Linked DNA regions of Anas platyrhynchos: region 1 is linked to region 2. Evidence: chromatin contacts called from public Hi-C data. All regions are on one chromosome and are shown on one strand. The core of a region is the stretch at or near the end of the contact, and the rest is flanking DNA. Distances in the headings are between cores, read along the strand shown. Region 1 holds the start of SEC61A1 (SEC61 translocon subunit alpha 1). Region 2 overlaps MGLL (monoglyceride lipase).

Region 1 (3,115 bases), core at 235-2,734, 130 kb after region 2:
CTGACTTCTAAATGGCTAAAAGCAGATGAGCTGTTTAGATAAGGACAAAGCCATGTTATCCTTTCTAATTTAACAGTGATCTGGCACAGCGATGCTATCAGCATCTCTCACAACAGTTTCCCTTATTTTCATAAATTTGGCAAAATTCTGGCATTTCACTGTTTGCTTCTACCATCAATCCACTGAATCCCTCTTGCTGATTCCTTGCTCAGACTTCCACGAAATTACTGCTAATTCTTCCCTCTCTTCCTCCAGACTTTGGCGAATCAAGTCACTGCCCCTGTAGTAAGCCAAGAAGATCTCACTAAAACAACTCCACATAGAATCATACAATCATTTAGGTTGGAAAAGACCTCTAAGATGATTGAGTCCAACCATTAACAGCAAAAACAGTTGTTTTCTCATTAATTGGAAATGGGTGGGATAAAACCAGTTTAGATAAACTGGATGTTTTAAAATAAGCTCCATCGGACAAGAGCTGACTGAAACATTTTCAGTGCCATTGGTAGATGTCTTTGATAACTCTTAGTAGAGATGCACAGCTCAGAAGCCTTGATCTGGGCAAAGATAATGTTGTGGTGGGGGGGAGGGAAGCAGGAAAGCAGGAAATGGGTGTGGAAATGGGAATTAGGCCTAGTTATTTTAAAGTTAATCTCAGGAAAGAGGGGATTGACTAATCAAACAAACCATACCTAAGTGCCTGGAAACTAATGAGATTTGTGGAAGCCACTACTGGTTTCACACTCTATACACTAATTGCTTTGTATCGGTACGTCTATTGGTTTTTCTCTTTCCTCAAACTTCTGTTTACCCTTAGTTTTCAGACAAAGGATAAGTTCTTCTATAAATGCAAATCAGACAAGACAGTATGATACTATCAGAAACATCTTCAGCAGCAAGTCAATGTGACCGCTTTTCACTTGTTGGCACTCCTGTGTGGCATAGAAGTGCACTGATATGCCAGGGCTTCATGGACACATGACATGATGTTGCACATTTTTACCAGTGAATTTATATTTTCTTAGAGGCCCAGGTTGGCCTGGCTGTGTTAGACCCAGCCTCAGGCGCACAGCATTGTGTGACACCGCCGGCTGCCATTTTGTGCGGGGGTGCGTGGGGAGTTTCTTAATGCAGGAAAAGGTCTAAAAAATTATTTTCTGTAGATATAAAAGCACAAAACGGATGAAAAGAGTTTATTCATGTATTTATTTATCTCTTGGAATCTCTTAAACCAAAGCCAGGATCCCTGGCTGCTGAAACATGGGGTCTTCAACACAACTTGCGACCCCGACGCCTCGCCTCCTACGCGCCACTCTCACACCTCATTAAGATGGCGGCCGGCAGCCGCGAGACTACAACTCCCACCCATCCGCGCGCCCCGCCTCCACCACCCGATTGGTTGCATTGATTTGAAAGGCCCCAATGAGCACCCGCGGTGTCTGGCGGGCGGGCTGTACCCCCCGAGCGGTGCATGCTGGGACTTGTAGTCTCCTCGCCGCAGGGTTTGCGGCGGCGCTGTGGGACGCGGCGCGTGGCAGGAAGCGGAAGGGGCAGGGGGCGGCCGGGCTCAGTCCTGACGTGTCCCTGCCGGGCCGCCGCCACCGCGCTCCTCGCTCCCGACCGGGGCCGCCATGGGCAGTGAGTGCCGGGGGTGGGGGCTCGGGGGCAGAGGGATGAGGGGATGAGGGGCTGGGGGGCTCGGGGGTGCGGGCTGAGGGGGCGCAGCGCTGCCCCCGCCAGCTCCCAGGCCGCTGGGCCCGCGGCCAGGCCTCGCTGCCCCGCTCTGGGGGTGCCCCCTGGCTTGGCGGGTTTCTCTTCAGGGGATTTCGCGTTTTCTTCGCTCTCCGGAGTGCCCCGTGCTGCCCAGCCCGGCTCTAGCAGGCACAGAGAGGCAGGGATGGGCTGTCAGGTGGGGGCTGGTCATGGTGGTGCGGCCAAGGAGCGGTGCTGTTGTCAGTAGGCAGTCGGGGAGGAAACCCAGGGAATTGAGCTCTGCGCCTCTCCTATGAAGAAAGGCTGAGAGAGCTGGGGCTGTGCAGGTATAGAAGGGAAGGCTTCAGGGGGACCTCGTTGTGACCTTTCAGTACTTGAAGGGGACTCAAAAAAGACAGAGAGCGACTCTTATTAATCGGGTACTGGCATGACAATGGGAATGGTTTTAAACTAAAAGAGAGAGGAGGTTTAGATCAGAGGTAGGAGGACATTCGTCACTCAGAGAGGAGTGAGGCACTGGAACAGGTTGCCCAGGAGGTTATGGATGCCCCATCCTTGGAGGTGTTCAAGGCCAGGCTGGATGAGGCCCTGGGCAGCCTGATCTAGTGGCAGGTGTCCCTGCCTATGGCAGGGGGTTGGAACTGGGTGATCTTTGAGGCCCCTTCCAACCCAGGCCATTCTATGAAAGTCTTCCTAGGCTTGTTAGCATGAGGAGGAACATGCCAGCCTCTTGAAAAGCATCTTAAGCAATCTTTATTTATCTGAGGTGTAGGAGAGGCTCACAGCATGGTTAAGGTTTAAAACCACAATCTGGTGTACCTTCTTCAGGCTAGTAATAGTTTGAAATTAAGAAATGCTAAACTTGCCGCCTTCCACAAATAATTAGAAGGTTATTGGTAGTTTCAGTTCCTCTGCGTTGTCTTAAGCATTTTAATTCAGTACAAAATGTATGTGCAGTCTTAGGTTTGCCTTGAGAAGTTTAGCATTAACTGTTCCGAATCAGATCTGATTGCTCATAGGTGAACTTCTGACATTGCAGATACTGTTCTTTTGTGGTTTGATTTTTTTTTTTTCTAAGACTAAGACAGATAGCTTTGACTCTTCTGTTGTAGGAATATGTCCTTTAAACTAGGAGGAGGTCAGTGCATGTGAACTTCATGAAAGTAACTTGAACTGTTGCACGTGAACAGTATGTGGGAATTCTTCAGCTGTATGTCTCAAAAGTAACCCCTGAATTGAAGCTGTCTCGGGTTTTTATTTCTCAAATAGCGGGGTAGTTGAGAACCTAGTATGAAATGAAAGTTCAAGGGTATTGATAAATGTGTGCAAAAAAAAAAAAGTTCTCCTTTTTTCAGCCTACTCAACAAAAGGACAAAACTTTTTTTTTTTCCTATTTCCAACC
Region 2 (3,064 bases), core at 551-3,050:
TGTGATGTAGCTTTCCTGTGGAAGAAACTGAGCTGGTCTGTGTTGCGCTGGTGTCATTACAACCCTGGTAGGAAGAAATGCCTCCCTCTTTAATCTTTTGTCCTATTGCTTCTTTGCTAGCCGGGGTCATCCCAACACCATTCGTGCGAGGCTGTGACAGTGATGAATTGTGCAGGGCTGTGCTGAGACCTGCTCTAGAGGGAAGGAAAGTAAATACGTTAGTTACCACTCCTTGAGATATGCTTTTGGAGATGAAGGCTGATCTTTCATATCAAGGCTAGGATGACATTATATCTCTCCCTTCTGCTCAGAAGGTTTTATGCTAACACATTCTTGGCACGGCACAGCAGAACCACCAATATTTCTATGAATTTTATTAAGCTTGCTTCCATAACGGGAGCCAGCAATCTGCTCTCTCTAACTCCTTCCACCCTCCTCCTCCCTGGAAGTAAAACTGAACTTTTATCCAGGAGTTTTTAAACCAAGTTTGTTGGCGGCAAGTTCAACCTCTTTCAAATTCCCCAAAGCTCTTGTTAAGAAGCTGGGAATGCCTCGGGCAAATTGTCCAGAAAGATTTTCCTTCCGAGATGCTTCCCCTTGAGCACGGCATCTTCACAACTATTCAGGGCATGGGCTCTGTCCTGCTCCTCCTGGGATGACTGCTCCTTCCCTCCTCGATGCCTGGAGGAGATGGCGTTTCTTTATTCCCGCTGTTACTTCTGATCACGCCTGCAATCCAACAACAGCCTTTTCGGTCTGAAGGCACACAAGTGGAAAGTGTTTCTCTTGCTCTGCTGGCTGTAGGACTTTCACTGTGCTAAGAGGGCAGCTCAGGCGTGCGTGCAAACTTTTGGCATTCTCTGGGGGCCGGGGGCTTGCCAGTCACGCGAGTGCCCCCGTGCTGGGTTAGGATGCAGTGGGGGACGCGCACGCGCTCGGCACGGGAATAGTGGGCTTGGTGTTCAAAGTGCATGGGCTGGAAGCTGGGCTCTGCTGGCGCTTTTGATGTGGCCAGCACAAGGGCAGCCCTGTGCTGCGGGCAGGATGCTTGTCGCCTTCGCTCCAGCACAAAGCTGACCCCGCAACCCATGGTGAGGGAACATCCTTGTTTTTGCTCTGGATCGGGAAGCAGAGCTGTCTGCATCCAGCCCGTGCACCCCGCCAGCTTCAGGGTTTGTTTTGCTGGCCTGAGCAGAGCTGCGCTGGTGCTGCCAGTGTGTTTTTTGTTGAGATAAAGACAACGCTGTGGAAGGAGAGCTGCTGGCCTTGGGAAGGCTGGAGAGGCTCTGCTTCTCCTGGGGTTCTGCCCTGCGGTCAGCCAGGGGATGGCTGTGGGCCCTTCCTATGCTGCTGCAGGAAAGGTACCACTCATCCTTCCCACCTGAGCTCCACTGCTTCCCCTCTGTGTGTTATCTCTCAGGACAGCACAAGTGTTTTCCATGCTGGACATCCTGTCCTCCCCTCCGCTCCACCCCAGGCCAGGCAGGTCCCTCTGCCAAGTTTCCCTTGCTCACACATCAGCGCGACCCATCCCAGCTCCTCATTGATCCCATAGGAATTGTTTTGCATCCAAATTCCTGGAGTGCTTCCAGGCACTGAAGAGCTTCCCCTGCTTGCCCTGGTCCATGCAGGGCAGGGACGGGGTCAGCTGTCCCCCTTTACCGCAGTGTCACAGCAGAGGCCGGGGGACGCCTGCCCAGCCCAGAGAGGAGCCGCCAGCTCAGGGCAGCACAAGGCCTGGCACGAGCTGGGGGAACAGGCGCAAAGCCTCAGCCTCCTGCTGGCCTGTGGGGTCGGGCCACGAGCACGTGCTAAAAACAGCAAGGCCACCCACGGCCGTGACAGATCGCTGCGCCCCGGGTGGTGGTGGTGGTGGTGGTGTGGAAACGCTGGGTAAGACACACCGCCAGAAAGGAGGATGAGGATGATGAAGGGCGATGGACTGGGCACCGGTACCTGCAGGAGAGGATTCCTGCACCAGGGCACCCTGAATGCACCGAACTGGGGCTGGGCTGGCCGGGCTCTCACTCGCTTTGGGCACTGCCTGGCAGCTGGCGAGGGGCTGGCCCCACTCCCCGGCCCTCTTTGGACTCACAGCCAGGGACACGAGGTGGCATTTACCCTGCTGCTCTGCCTGGCCGCGGTGCGCATGCCTCCTGTTCCAACTGGGCACATTTCAGGACAGAAATAATATTTTAACGGGCTTGTGGAAGTGTGGGGAGCAGGTCTCAAAGCAGGCTGAGCTTGTCTGACATCGCAGGCTCCTCCGTCAGCTCCGGACCCCTGTCCCATGCGGGGCAGGAGAAGCACACGAGGAAACACTGCTGCAGTGCCCTGGTGGCTCTTGTTGGGCTGCTCCGGGCTACAGCAAACAGTAGCACAGGGCTTCCAAAAAAAACAACTTTTGAGCAGAAAGGCAACCTCCGACCCAGACCCCCTGGTCCATGGTGGCTGGGGAGCAAGCACCAGCCACAGCAGCAATGCGCAGGGGCTGCAGGTGCCCCTCCACAAGCTGGGTTTAATATCTTTGTGCCTCTCCCTTCTCACCCTCCAGAGACACGGTGGTTATAAATGATGCTCTCAAACACACTCCGCTCAGAAAACATAACTTTATTATTAGTTGCAATATACCTTGTATTCCTTTAAGAATTCTAAACTCGTATATGGTTTCCCACTGAAAATACGTGTATGTATATACGCTTTTATATATGTATATATATATATATAAATGTATTTTATTGAACTGGGACACAACGGAACAAGAGAGACAAGCTTGGAAATTACTTGGAAAAATAAATGTGATCTCCATGGATTTGTGCTGGCAGTGTGCTAAGGTAAGTGGTGTAAAAAGAACAGGCGAAATAGGAAATGTGATGGGTTGGGCGGAGGGGAATGGTCTCCCAGTGCTACAGGAGGTGGGTGACACAGGTGGGAGTTGCACGGTGCTATTGCTCGGTCACGGGTGCCACCGATTCTCCAAGGCAGACCAGTCTCCAGCACGTCTCTGCACAGCAATGCTCGTGAGGCCGGCCGTGCTCCCTGCAAACAGTACCTGCCGCTTGGA

Evidence for each region. Hi-C and Micro-C count contacts between places; a contact is called where the count stands out from the background.
Region 1: a contact with region 2 is called in a Hi-C map of F1 follicle, with 2.7 times the contacts expected there. The contact joins the promoter of SEC61A1 here to the enhancer-like site in region 2. A contact is called at or near these places in 6 of 8 Hi-C or Micro-C datasets (F1 follicle, F5 follicle, liver and 2 more).

Annotation. Positions count from the first base shown.
Region 1 is chr13:11,748,625-11,751,739 of IASCAAS_PekinDuck_T2T, forward strand. SEC61A1 (SEC61 translocon subunit alpha 1) reads left to right here and starts at 1,485. Exons shown (of 12, transcript XM_027468055.3): 1 at 1,485-1,638. The coding sequence starts at 1,632.
Region 2 is chr13:11,619,106-11,622,169 of IASCAAS_PekinDuck_T2T, forward strand. MGLL (monoglyceride lipase) reads right to left here. Exons shown (of 8, transcript XM_013092331.5): 8 at 2,596-3,064. Among named protein-coding and RNA genes, the nearest start is that of ABTB1, 34 kb to the left of the region's middle. Within about 2 kb of position 1,801, at least 5 of the 8 cell types and tissues checked have an H3K27ac peak or open chromatin away from gene starts, as enhancers often do. A contact at or near this core is called in F1 follicle and F5 follicle, where this site is marked.